Regions from separate parts of the Mus musculus genome. Here regions 1 and 2 are each linked to region 3. A link is a contact called in public Hi-C and targeted proximity ligation data. All regions are on one chromosome and are shown on one strand. The core of a region is the stretch at or near the end of the contact, and the rest is flanking DNA. Distances in the headings are between cores, read along the strand shown.

Region 1 (4,816 bases), core at 1,530-4,029, 220 kb before region 3:
TCCTGTAGCTCCATGTCTGATATGAAAGGGCTTAGATGGCTCCACCCTTTGATCTTAGCTAATTCCACTCCATGTCTGCCCCTCTCCTTGGCAGATATCTCATGGCTCTGGCACCTGGAACATCTTGGGATCTCGAATGCAATCCAGGCTCCACTTCCTCGGTGTCATGCAATGGCTTTTCAGGGCCTCTTGCCTTCTCAGGGCCTTCATGGGGGCACTTCGCAGCCACACATTGCCTGGGTTCAGTGACTCTCCTTAGTAGTTGAGGAATATTCCATGACCCCATTACTTGTGTATCTATCATGACTCTGAAGTCGGAACCACATAGACAACAGTTCAAGTTCAGTCTTGTTTTTGAGATGGAGCCTGGTCCCAGTGAATCACATTTGCAGCAACTGTCACTTGTTGATTTTTAGGAGCAGAAATGTCCTTAGGTGCCTCCTTTCCCATTCCGGAAGCTTAGCTGGGTGGGTTCCAGGCCTGAGGGCATCGGTCCCTTTGTTCCAAAATGGATTGGGCCTCACCTTAATCTCCTCATCTATTTCAGCTTAAGCCTGGGCTCTCACATTAAATCTCTTGCTGCTCTTTCTCTCTCCAAATTGTCTATTTTGTGGTTCATTTCCCCCTATGGCTTTGTTTTTATTGTAGCCCTGAATAAGAGGGATTACTGACAACAAAATGGCAGAATCAATATTAGGCTGTCTTGAAAGTTCCTCCAAAAAAAAAAAAATTAGTCCATTACTTTCCCAATTTAGGCTCGAGAAAATTCTTAGGAAGTAGACAGAAGGAAGCCACAGTTTTATTTTGTCAAACCATCGTAAGAACAGTCTCTGGCCCAGATGTTGTTAAGGTCCTTACTTCCCCCTGAAGTCTCTTGAGCTGGGCCTCCACAGTTCACAGAGCTCTCAAGTCTATCTCCCAAGCTAACCTAAGACAAACCAATAAGCCCAGCTTGCAGCACCCAACCAGTTTCCAGAGTCCCAGATTCGTTCATATTCCTCCAAAGGACCACATGGCCAGATTTTTTCCATGAATAGCTCAGTCCTGGTACCAAGTTCAGCCTTAGTTACTTTTCTATTGCTTAGTTACTTTTCTATTTTCATAGGACACCATGATCAAGGCAACTTATAAGAGAAAGCTTTTAATTGTCCTTACAGTTTCAGAGGGTTACAGTCCGTGATGCAGGAGCCAAGGTATGATGTCAGGTAGCTAAAGAAACCATTGAGAGCTCACTTCTCACAGACAGGAGTCAAAAAGAGCCTGGTGAGACTGACAGGAGCTGACTGTGGCCTCAAAGCTGTCCCTGTGATATACCTCCTCTGACAAAGCCATAGCTCCTAGCATTTCCCAAACATTTCTACCAACAGGGGACCAAGTGTTAAAACATGTGCGGGGGCCATTCTCATTCAATCCACCATAGCATCTGTGCTATGCTGCTGTTGCTGCAGCTGCCATCCTTGGCTGCCATCGCTCAGCCTCTTTAACCCTCAAGGATTCTCCAGCCATCAGCATCAGATGGAGATCGATGAGGCATCCATCCTCATAGACGGAGCAGCTACTGGTTCTAACACATAGGCAGCTACTGGAAGGCCCAGTCCTTACCATGTAAACCAGGCTAATAAATCCCCTGTGTGGTGTATATTCATTCTTGCTATTGGTTTCCTCTAGAGAACCCTGACTAACACATATGCTGGATTCTCTCTGCACCTAACTTACCTGCACAGCCAACCTGTTGCTTTGGGACCTGGCTGCTGTCAATTTCTCTGTCTCCTTGCTACACACTCTCACTACTCAGGACTCTACTGCCTTCCTGTTTGTACTTCAACAATAGACTTAACATTTCTCAAACCTGTGCCTATTTCTGCTCTGACCAAACTTCTTGTCTTATGATGTCTCTCTTCCATCTCAGGACTCAGGAACAACACAAATGTCAGCAGTTCTGGACCACCTTCCTTTAACTTGAACTTGCTGCCTTGGAGCTATGTTACCTTGACTTTCCCTGTAGCATCATTAACAGGACCCATCATCATCTTGCTTGGTAAGATGGGCTTATTTATTTATTATGTGATTTTCCTCTCTGAGAGCAGATCCAGTTTGTGCTGGGCTCTGCTGTGTCCTTAATGAGAAGAGAAGTGCCTGGTACCTTGTAGGAATTTGGTGCATTCAAGGAACCAATCTCTATTGAATGGATATTCACAGTTACAGTGATGCTGATAAGTTAATAAGATTGGAACTTCAGATTCTAGTTCTACCATACATTTGCTATGTGATCTGATCAGCCTACTTAACCTTTCTCAGTAAAATGAGAACAACAGCCTTCCCTTTGGGTATCAAAGATCATTGGATTTGAAAGGCCAACTGTGTTGAACGCTGTTGATCTTCTCATGTAAGCTTTCCAGCAGCTTCTGTGATGTGAGTGCTCTCTGCAGATAAGAATATTGCATCTCAGAACAGTTGACTAACACCCAGGAAGTCACAAACAACTGATGGTTCAGAGTAGGACAGGATCCCACGTCTGTCTGATACTCATTAATAATGCCACTCAGGCCTCCTTTATCCTCTTGCCTTCAGTTCCCAATTGACTATGAAAGTAAACTTGGAGTATAACCTCCTTATTAATTTGGCCCAAGCTTTCCTTGAGCTCAGGCTTGTATCTGTGAGATGAATGAGTGTGCTAAGCAGTGCATCTGAGCCTGAGTTCCACCTCTGGGCCATGTGTATGAACAAGGCTGACACTGGTTTGTACCACATTCCTGAGATGTCTGTTCATCACTTGCAGCAGGCAAGTAAAACCACCGGGATCCCAGAAACACAGGGCTAGAGGGATGGAAGCCTGAGGCCCTCTGTGGGTTTAGGGAGTCTCCAACTAGCCACGAGTTTCTCCTCACAGGCAGGAATAAATCTTCCATTATCTCTGAAATTACACATGACTTGTGAGTGAACTCACAGTGGTAAGGCATGGGAGGGACACAAGATCTGCACGTTGTGAGCCATGGGCAAGGGCTGCCTCAGGCTTGATAGGAGAATGAAAGGCCTGGGTAGAGGGGGTCTGAAGGGTTAGGCAGAGCTCAACCACGGCCCTGGGTGGGCTGGAGAAGGCATCAACAGGACAGGAGGGTAATGGCCTTCACCAGTGTTAAAGGCAGAGTGGGCAGGCTAGTGTAGTGATGCCAGATAGGAATAAGGCCGTGTATAGACACCAAAGTTCCTCAGTCAGGACCCATCTTGCTAATCTGACATGTCTTTCACCCAGATATAAGCACTGAATCTATAATTAGTTGGGGTCCTGATCATCTACTGGGTAGTACAATGAAATTGTTAAAGATCTAGTTGGCACCAGAATTCATTCATCCATTCATTCACCCACCCATCCATCCATCAACCCACACATACATCCATCAACCCATTCATTCATTCATTCATTCACTCACTCATTCTAGCATCTGATCTCCACTGAGTTCTTGTAATGTGCTTTGCCCTGAGACAGCACAGTCTTAACACTGGAAACAGAGAAGCCCCTCCCTATTGAAGTGCATACTCAGATAGGGAGAACAAGAATTGTAATTACATAAAGTGTGTACAATTGTAGGTAAGGCTTATGGATTTGAATAAAAAGGTAGAGAGAGAGGCCGCTGTTCCTGGTGCCACACAGACTAAGTCCATCTGCATGGATACCATCTTAACAAAGCTGTATAGGAAGTGGCTTTGCTTCTCATTTGAGGGTGATATTATAATCTTGTGCAACAATGAGAAACAAAGATGGACTCATGGTGGATGTGTAGAGAAACTGTAAGAGAGAGGCTCCAAAGATGATACATGGGCTAAGAGACTAGAGAGGAGAGTGATGGCTCTAGTGGCATCAAGCTCGCTCTCTCTCGTGTGTGCATGCGTGTGTGTGTGTGTGTGTGTGTGTGTGTGTACATAGAAGGAGACAGAATCAAAGACATAGAGAGATAGGTAATTTTTGGAGTCCACATCTAGACAACATGGAGAACACAGCACAAAACTGCAGAGGTCACAGGTCAAGGAGACTAGTCAGGGCAACATCTGTAACTGGGCACTAGTCTTTGGGAATAGATGCTTTTCTCCATTTGGGATGCAATGTCTGACCACTCCCAGGCTCTCTGCACCTCAGCCTGTTTTCATGTCTTCAGACAGTAGCCAGGCTTGCTTGGTCAGTTCTTGCTGTCAGGGCTGGCTCCTTAGCAGTCTCTGATGGGAGAGAACAAGCCTGCTTCTTTCTCTGGCGTCTGTAGATGTCACCTTTGACATCTCTGGGCTCACAGCTGTGTCATTTCATTTGTATCTCCATCTTCACAGAACTTCCTCTTTGTGTGACTCTGTGCCCTCGTCCCAACTTCTAAGGAGAGCAGTGTGGGATTTAGGGCCCAACTTCAATCCAAGATAATTTTTAAAATCCTAAAGTAATAACATCAATTAAAAATCCAGATTTCCAAGTTGAGATGCTCCCAGGCATAGGTTTTGGGGGTGCATGATGCACCCAATATAGAAGACAAACTCCTGATGCATTTTCAGGCTGAGAGGCAGGATGTCCATGAAAAGACTAAAGAAGCAATTCTTCCCCAAGTCTAGCCTGGTAAACCAGTGAGTTTATTGTGGTTAGTTACAGAACTTAAAAACAGCTGCATCACCAAAAAGCCCACCCCGGCATGGATGACGATGACTCGATGATGATGACTCATGGAAGCTGCATTCCTGGAACCCCCAGCATGGCTTGCAGGTGGCCTCTGGGGACTGACACACTCCCCTCCCAGCAGTTGTCCTTGCTCAGAGAACCCTGGGGAGGGGCCTTGTG
Region 2 (4,731 bases), core at 1,600-4,099, 160 kb before region 3:
AACCCAGTCAGCAGGAGGGGCAGGAGAGGGAAGCAAGTTCCCGTGGAATGTACAGAACCCAAAACCAGTCCTTCCCCCACTAGAACATACGGTTCTCTCTGAAGAACCAGCGATGGGCCAGTTAAGAGACATTCAGCTATCAAGTTTCAAATCAATGCCAGACATCAATTATGGGAGACAAGGTGTGACTCAGTCACACAAGATTCCAGATCAATGAAATCACACCCACCAGGTTCTAGCACTTGGCCCTACCATGAGTCCTCAAAATCCCAGGGCCATTCTATCCCCACCCTTCCCATCCTAAAGACTCATCCCAGACAAGGACCCCTGTCACCTGCTGGGTTCTCCCTCTGCCTCAAAGAATGCAACAACAAATCAAAACCATCTTCCCGAGGGACAGAGGTGTCATCCACTCATTCACTGTGGAATGGGAGCGGGGTACAGTAGACTGCATAGCAAGAGTCTTAAATCACTGATGCCCCACATTTGCTGGATCACTTTCTCTATAAAGCCTGGGGTTTGTTACCAGTTTTTCTTGCACGTTAAAAGGTTGCCAGAAAAACAGGTTGTGGGTTTCAGTGTCCAGAACTTTAAAATCAATTCCTTCAAGTGAGCCTAGTAGACTTGTTGTGTTTTTCCTCTACCTGCCCTAGACCCTGCCTTTTTTTCTCTTCCTTTCTTGGTTTCTCTACTTAAAATAAGGCGCCCAACTTTCCTGCCTCTCTCTCTCCTTTCAAAACAGAAGTTTGTTTCCAGGAATGAGTTTAGTGGGGAGGAAACAGGAAGTAGGCAGGTTGGCAAAACGCCTATGAACCAGAATGCTGGATCAGCCTGGGCTTGGAGCCAGGCAGTGTTACAGCTATCTATTTCTTAGTTTTGGCAGTTTGGTGTCTGAGGGTAGAGAGAGGGTCCACCAGGCCACTTGTTAGCAGAACAGTACGCTGAACTGCTTCTTGCCTTTGGTCCACCACCACCCACCCTGGTCCCAGGAGGCAGTCAGAACAGCCTGGGTCTGCCACCGCCAGAGTTCATTCTTACAAAAGCAGCTTTAGATTAATACCGCATTAGCGTAGGGTGGCAGGCAAGGGTTGGGGGCTAAGGGAGAGGCCACCAGTCCAGGGTGACTGATGCACAGATTGCTTAGCAGGACACCTCCATGGACTTGGGCCCGGCATTGTTTCCGGTGGCACCCGAGTTGGGGGTGATGTTGAGACGGGCATCCTCACTGGTATGGGAGCGGCTACGGGACCCCTCACTGGTGTGCGAGCGGCTTCGGGGGCCCTCGCTGGTATGGGAGCGGCTACGGGTGCCCTCCAGGGATGTGACACTGGAGCCAGAGGCTGTGCGGGACCGCATCAGGCGAGTCATGCTGGCAGAAGGCACTGGGAACACAGAAGACAAATATGGTTAGGATACAGGAAGCCTCTACAGGTGTGGGACTCTACCCCTGGCTGCCAGCCATGACAGTTAATCGTAAGAGCCCAGCTGAACACCACTTCTCTATTGTCTTCATCCTGTGAGCCATCTACCTTCTGTGTCACTCACAAAGAGGACAGTAAAGTCCAATATGTGGGAAAGGCACATAACAATTACATGGCAAGAGTCCTGAGCCATGACCTGGGTCTGACCCCCAGTTTGTTATGTGCTTATTAGCTAGGTGACCACCAGATCATCACACTTGAAGCCTTCCCATTTTCATTTGCAAAATGAAGACTTCGTGTAACCTCCTCTTAAATGTACTGTCAGTAGGCAGTAGAATGTGGAAGCCAGCAAGGTTAGTTCCTGCACATCCCAAGAATAACCCCCAAGGTCTCACCACATGGTTCCTAAGGAAATGTTAGCCATCTGTCTGCCTTCCAAAAGCCTGCTAGCTCTCAAACCTTAGCATGACCAAAACTGCGCATACCACAGCAGATGACTGACAGAATGGGATACAAGACAATCCTCCTCCTATCTAGGGTGGCAGTGCTCCCCCCAAATTCATGCTCACCTGAAACTTCAGAATATGACCTTGTTTGGAATACTTAGAGATATTTAGTTAAGACAAGGTCCTTCTGGATTAGAATGATCCCTAATCTAAAGCCCAATATCATTAAAAAGAAAACAAGAGAGAGCCACCCCATATGGATGGAGAGATTGGTGTAATGCAGCCAGAAGCCACAGAAGGCCTATGATGTAGTCAGCAGAATCCAGAAGGCAAGAAAGGGCCTTGAAAAGTGAGCCCAGCCCTGTCCAAACCTTGACCTCAGATTTGCAGCCTCTGAAGTTGTAGGAAAAATGCATTCTTGACGCTTAAGAGCTTTATTTGTGGGGATCTCTTAGGTTACTCATTGGGGTGACTAATGCCACACCCCAATGAAGCACAGCCCTAGATCAGACACCCAAAATTGGATTAGTCCTTGCTCAGTGGAATTCACTCCTTAAAGAATTAGTGTTGTTCCTGGTTTGTCTGTCTGTCTGACTTTCCCTTTCTTCCTTTCTTCCTTCTTTTCTCTCTCCCCTTCTCTTTCTTTCTTTCCCTCTTTCTTTCCTTTCCTTTCCTTTCCTTTCCTTTCCTTCCTTTTCCTTTCTTTCCTTTTCTTCCTGGTTGTTGTTTTTATCCATTAGTTTTTGGTTTTGAGCAAAGCTCCATTTATCCCAGGCTGGCCTTAAACTCTCTGTGTAGCTGGGAAGACCTTGAATTCACTATCCTTCCACTTCTTCATTCCAAATGCTGAGACAACAGAAGTATACCATCTCAGAACAGCCTGTTTTTAATTCAGAAAGAGGTAGGGTCAGGGCACATCTGTGACCCCTATGTTTGTTCCTGCGTCTCGATTTCTCCACCCAAATCTCTGAGTCCTGATGACCTCACCAGGAAATGACAGCTTCCCATGACACCAGACACACAATGGACGAGTCTTAGGAGCCCAGGATCACAGGCAGGCAGCCTGTGAGCTGGAACCTTCTGTTTCAGCAACCCACCCTTTGGGTCTGTGTCTCTCCCTTTTATTTTTCTCCTAGATCTATGGGACTGCCTGAATGACAAGCTCACTCTAAGCTTAAAGCAGGATACAGCGGGGTGCTCAGTCCTTCAGTTCCTTGATATAATGATCTAGCAAAGATGGCTGGGGAGATGGTTCAGTGGTAAAGAGCACTGACTGCTCTTCTTGAAGCACCTGAGTTCAAATTCCAGCAACCACGTGGTGGCTCACAACCATCCGTAGTGAGATCTGACTCCTTCTTCTGGAGTGTCTGGAGACAGCTACAGTGTACTTACATATAATAAATAAATAGATCTTTTTTAAAAAGTGATCTATCAAGGAAGCACCCTACCTTCGATCTCAGGCACTCTGGGCTCCCTCTTACATAGAGCTCTGGCTCAATCAGCTTCAAACCTCTTTGCGGCCTGCTTAGCCTCTCCCTTCTAGGATTATTATGATGGTATGGTTAAAGGAGACAAAAATCCTTATTAATCCTTCATCACCGTTATCATCTCTATCGTTGCTACAACTGCTGGTCTCCTGAGTGAGCATGTGATCAAAATTAGGGGCATTCCTTATTCAGCTGCTGGTCATTGTTTTGGTTGTTGTTGGGTTTGTGGTTTTTTGTTGTTATTGTTGGCAATGGTGGTGTTTAAAGAGATAGTCCTAGCCTAGAATAGTGCTTCTTGTCTGTAATCCTAGCACTTGGGCGACTGAGGCAAGAGGACTATTAGGAGTTCAAAGACCAGCCTTGCCAACAACAATATTGTCTCATTCTTGCATCAAATGGTTTTTAAATGTTCTCATGTAAAGCTAAATAAATGTCAGATGTGAAGCAACTTCTTCTATCTATATCTATATAGATATAGATATGTGTATATTTATATCTATATAGATATAAAATCAGACTGAACACACGATGAGGTCCTCTGAGAACACGCTGCACAGATAGGCTAGCACCATCTTAGTTTGCTGTGTGACATATGCAGCACAAAAACCAAACTGGGTGCTGATCCATTCCTCATTCAGCCATGTGTGATTGTTACTACTCCTTCTTAGACTTGCCTAGTGCTTAAGAGCTGAAGCCAGCCAAGATGACAGAGCCCTCTCCAGCCCCCACTGACTATGACATTACCACCCCAACACCTTTCTGTGCCCAAGATGTTATACTCACTGTATCCCATGCCCTGCACAAAGTACTTGAAGGCCTCAGCAAGCTTGGCGGGCTGTAGGAGAGAGAGAGAGTGAAGTCAATGGCTGGAGATATAGATCATCCTGGGTCACCTGTACCTGTAAGCTAGAGCTCTGGCCCAAGATGGAGCCACAACATGTAAACAGGAAAAGCATAGAAGTGGAAGAAAAACCCAGGATGCTCGTGGGGACCAGAATCAGTTTTGACCAGCTTAAACCTGCCTCATTGTTGAAAGGGCATGGATAACTTCCAAGATTTCTTTCTTTCTTTTTTTTTAAAAAATTAGGTATTTTCTTCATTTACATTTCAAATGCTATCCCAAAAGTCCCCCAGACAGTGTCCTCAACTGCATATAGGGTGAAGACACACTCTGTGCTCACAGCCCAAGGCCATGAGCCACATGGCCTGCTAGGGACTCTGCACAACCAGCTCCAGGAAACCTGACACCAGCCTTCCAGGACCAGTACTCCCAAGTGCATGTGGGTGGCATAGATGAATAAAATGGGTGGCAGCTGCCTGGACCCAAGGACCGGAACTAATAAGTGCAAGTTGTATGGATGAACCGGAGGCCTCTGT
Region 3 (4,305 bases), core at 459-2,958:
GTGTACCCTGCTACGATTCATGGTGGGAGGAGGGTCCTTTTCTCACCTTTAACTTTAAACTTTGCCATCTCTTTTGGTACACTGCTATGTAAAAGACTGCCCCAAAATATAGGGCTCTCACTTCCCCTAGCTCAGAAGCCTATGTATGAGGCAGGTCTGAGTGGGGAGGGCTCTTCTCTGCTCTACTTGATACAAATTGGGGCAGTTCTCTGGGGGGTGCAGAATATCCTAACCCTAACCCTAACCCTAACCCTGGTTATGGAACCAGGAATTTGAAACTTCCACAGTTTGGTGAGCTAATTTAAGTAGTACAATGATTCCTGTCATTTTTGTTAACAGTGAGGGGAAACTTCAGAGGAGGAATATCAAAGAATCTGAGGTTGTTTTTGATGTTCTTCACTGGGTGTTAGAGGACATGATAGGAACCAGATCTTAAATGTGCATGGGGTGTGAAGAAGCCCATCCCTGTAGTACTTCTGCCTTCTGCATATAAATGTTTGGCCAAGAACTACGAAAGAAAGTAGAGACATCCTGGATCCCATGTGTACAAAAGCCTGTGAGCTGAGACCTGGTCAGTGAGAAGATGCTATGTAGGATAGATGCGGCTGCAAATGACTGATGTATACTGGCTTGTGTTTTAGACCAACTGTCTGTATATACAGCATGCAGATGGGTGAGTGCCAAGACAGGTAGCAGAGAAAGCGATTGATGATGGGTTGGCTTTTATATGACTGGAAGATAGAAATATCCTGAACACACGCAGAGGGAATAGGGGCATGGAAAGTATGGTTATGAACCATGTCTCTTTTAGTGGCAGAAGGGCCGGACTGACGTTGGATAGGCAAAGGGAGGAGGTGACATAGTGAGACTTCTCAGGTCTCTACTTTGAGCTCTGGGCACACCTGTTCTGTAATGGAGAATCAGACAAACAGGGACAGTGAAGGAAGGAGGTGTGTGGTTAGGATCTGTGGAGTTGAAGAGAATAAACATGCTAGAACACATCTTAGAAGGTGGAAGCATATGGAGCCCTAAGTGAGGAGAGTTTGTCTCCAAAGGTCAAGAGCAGTGTTGCTAGTTTGTGGGAAGTGGGAGGAAGGAGGAGCCTTGGTCAGTCTAGGTACAGGAATGTGGTGTTGGGAGATGAGGGACCTGCAAGGTGTTCAAGAAGGATGTAAACAAGGACAGAGGCAAGCCATGGGAAGTACAAGAGGGCTTCGGGCCCTTCAGCTGGGAAGGCTCTACCATCTGGTGAAGTCTGGTGGTGTGCCCAGCATCCAGCTTGGTGCATCTGGCCTGTGGACTACACAGTCATCTCCGCATCCCTAACTCGGTATGTTTCTGCAAAATGAACCTCTTTGGAAGCCCCAGCCTTCCCTGCCTGCCTGGTGCTCTGATGATGCACCAGCCCAGGGGCTCCTCTCCAGGGTAACTCTGTGTGGAACAAGACTTAGAGATCAGTTTCCCTGGCCTTGAGGGCAGAGCAGTTCTCACCGTTTGCACGATCTCACACCACACTCCGCCCAGTTTCTCTCTGGGAGTTTGGTGTTGAGGTGGCCGACACAGTTTCAGATATCTTGATGGTGTGTACACCATTTAGCTATTCCAGGGTACCGTGGCAGGAGAGGGGCAGACAGCGTAGGCTCAGAGTCTGAGTGCCTGGTTCCCATTGAGGTCCGCTGCTGCTGAGCTGAGCTGTGTGGCTCTGGGCAGTACGACTCATCTCTTGGAATGCTAGATTTGTGTAAAATGTGTATGTCAGTGAGGCTGCCTGTCCTGAGGCATGTGAGAAGCAGGTGAGGGGAACCCAGAGGCCTGGCTGGAATGTTTATGCTCTAAGTACAGGTTAACATCCATCCTATCTAGTATTATTGGCAACCAACATGATTCTGATACACCTGCCAACCAGGTACCTGGTACTTTGCTAGATGCTGGGCATTCAGAAGAAAAACCACGTTCAGTGTCTCTGCCTTTCTAGGACCTCTGAGAGTGGAATGGCATGGTTGGATGGAACCTTGAGATACAAACATCGTACTCAAGCCTTCCAGTGTGTACTTTAGGAACTAAAGTCAGCACACAGAAGCACCCACCCTGAAGTCCCTGGGAATGAGCATAGCTTGGATTTCTGGCCAATCTGCAATCTTTCCATTGTATTCTCCCTGATGTTCAAGCATCTCCACCAAGCCCTCTCTGCCTTTGCTTGCACACAACTGCAACTGGGGTGAGCAGCCTCATTCTCTATTCTCTGATGCTGGGCATCCTGTCCCCTGGGTTGCCTCTCTATAGCCCGTCCTACTGCTTGCATCTTTTAAGCCTTCTGATCAACCAGGGTTGACCAGAGCAGACCTGGTGAGCTGTCACGAATTGGCTCTAAGTCTAGGACAGGATCTCTGACATCAAGGAGAGATTTTGGCAGAGGTGGCCGGTTGCCCTCGAGGATTCTGGAACTTTTATCCCACCATTCATTTTCCCATTATGATGTTGTTTGGGCAATGAAACTCCTGCTGGTCAATGGACCTATATGGAAGTGGTGGGTATCAGATCTAACTGGAGACATTTGAGAGCTTATGAGGCATTACCAGTTTCCTGTACAGTGACCTTGAAGGCTATGTGCTGAAGGAGGTGAAGTTGGTAATAATGTCTTTCATGACTGGCTGGGTCACTACATGAAGGAAAGCACAAAATCCCTGAAACTGCTCCTAAAAGAAACTAGCCTTGTTCTCCATTAGTGGGACTTGAAGCTTATTTGTTTTTGCAGCATTAGCCTACTCTGGCCTGACAGATATACAATCAGCTCTGGTCTTTGTTCTTGGCTGAGGAGTTATGAACAGGGTGACCACAGGCATATAGCATTATAGTCATAGGTATGGTGCAGATACCACTGCCACCTCAGTCTCTTGGGAGAATTTCAGGAGGAACATAATACATGTTAGACACATAGAAAATCTCAGAAAATGGCTGGCACAATTTTTCATGTCTACCATGTCATTTAATACCCTCTTACAGATTAATAAACCATGATTCAGATCAAGCTCTCTCATAGGCATACAGTTCAGAAATAATAGATAACCAAGAACAAGTTTCAGGTCCTAGGTTTCCAGTGGACCTGGGTTTCATGTGAACCGTGGGAAGAGAACATTTATTATCCTGTCCACACTGGCTGGGGACTTTGGCTGTCCCCTTTTGGGCCTGTTTTCTTGACTGGTTTACTCAGGTGAGTGACAGAGACAGCGATCTTATTGGAAAGGTGTTGGGCTTGCTCGTGTCTATAGCAAAGTCCTCTAAAGGTCTGACTTTGTTCACAGGTGTGTGCCTTTTCAAAAGCTTCTGCTTTTCAGCTAAACAGACATGAGATCTTGACTAAGATGGCTCTGTTGCACCCTCTGGTGGCCACCACCCATGAACACTCCAGCTAGCACCGTTAAGCCAAGGACGGGGTCAGAAGAAACTGGGCAGCCATGGGCTGGTTTTGCTTTCCTGGCTCAAACCACTGTGTAGGGCTCATGTCTAGAATTCTTGTGCTAGGAACACCACCTAGAGTTCTCATCCCCCAGGTACCAAATGTCATGATCAGTGTTCAGGACACAGTGACCGAGACCTCACTTTTGATGTGTTTGCTAGCTCTACCCTCTGACGCACTACATGTCTGCCTGAGTCTGCTTCTTTTCCTCAAGATGCTATGCCTCATCAAATTAATACATATGAGGCCAAAAGCAATACTTTTTTTTTTATGAGCGTTACTGCTGTCTGGTTATCTGTTACCATGGCTTCCAACCTTCTCCTGGCAGAGTCCTATTCTTGCCCACAGCCATTTGCAGTACCCATTGCCCTTGATAGTCTTCTGTTAGATGAAGAATATACTAAGCCTGCATTTTCTCGTGGCACAAACTGTGGCATCCCTTTTACTCTATAGAGGTCCATCTATAGAGGATGCAGGCTTTGATCACCGATTCCAAGGACCCATGGGTACCCTTGTTCCAACCAGAGCTCCTCCTGCAGGGAAGAAACTCTTCATCCATGAGTAGACCCAGTCAACTTGAGCTTCTTGCTTGGGGCAATGCTTTCACAAAGCTAGTCCAAATGCTGGAAAGTATGGAGGAAGAGTGTGTCTCAGAGTCCAGAGGCAGCCAAGGAGGCCACGAGAGGAGGCTGCACCTAGGAGCTTAAGGCTGAGAAGCCCTTAGCCCATGGAACTTTCCATTTCAATAGTATTCATGGAACCCTGACTTGAGAGCTCAAAGAAGAAACCAAGATCTTTTGTTTTAGGTCTGCCATGGGCAAGGAATACACCTATGCTAAGTGGAAGAG

What was found. Hi-C and Micro-C count contacts between places; a contact is called where the count stands out from the background.
Region 1: a contact with region 3 is called in a Hi-C map of embryonic fibroblasts, with 2.9 times the contacts expected there. A contact is called at or near these places in 1 of 39 promoter capture datasets (hematopoietic stem and progenitor cells), 2 of 484 Hi-C or Micro-C datasets (embryonic fibroblasts and pre-B cells), 3 of 130 datasets of targeted methods (effector CD8 T cells, embryonic stem cells and memory CD8 T cells) and 2 of 9 other capture datasets (adipose tissue and liver).
Region 2: a contact with region 3 is called in a targeted proximity ligation map of a colorectal cancer cell line, with 9 times the contacts expected there. A contact is called at or near these places in 5 of 39 promoter capture datasets (the C10 cell line, the HPC-7 cell line, cranial neural crest and 2 more), 13 of 484 Hi-C or Micro-C datasets (3T3-L1-derived adipocytes, bone marrow-derived macrophages, cerebral cortex and 7 more), 16 of 130 datasets of targeted methods (CD8 T cells, DN3 thymocytes, the NIH/3T3 cell line and 11 more) and 3 of 9 other capture datasets (adipose tissue, liver and pancreatic islet).

Annotation. Positions count from the first base shown.
Region 1 is chr15:66,873,247-66,878,062 of GRCm38.p6, forward strand. Gm46514 (a long non-coding RNA gene) reads right to left here. Exons shown (of 3, transcript XR_001781648.2): 3 at 2,149-4,816. Among named protein-coding and RNA genes, the nearest start is that of Gm46514, 16 kb to the right of the region's middle.
Region 2 is chr15:66,929,727-66,934,457 of GRCm38.p6, forward strand. Ndrg1 (N-myc downstream regulated gene 1) reads right to left here. Exons shown (of 16, transcript NM_008681.2): 15 at 4,138-4,189; 16 at 1-1,382. The coding sequence ends at 1,141. Among named protein-coding and RNA genes, the nearest start is that of Ndrg1, 38 kb to the right of the region's middle.
Region 3 is chr15:67,095,648-67,099,952 of GRCm38.p6, forward strand. No RefSeq gene overlaps it. Among named protein-coding and RNA genes, the nearest start is that of Gm31342, 58 kb to the left of the region's middle.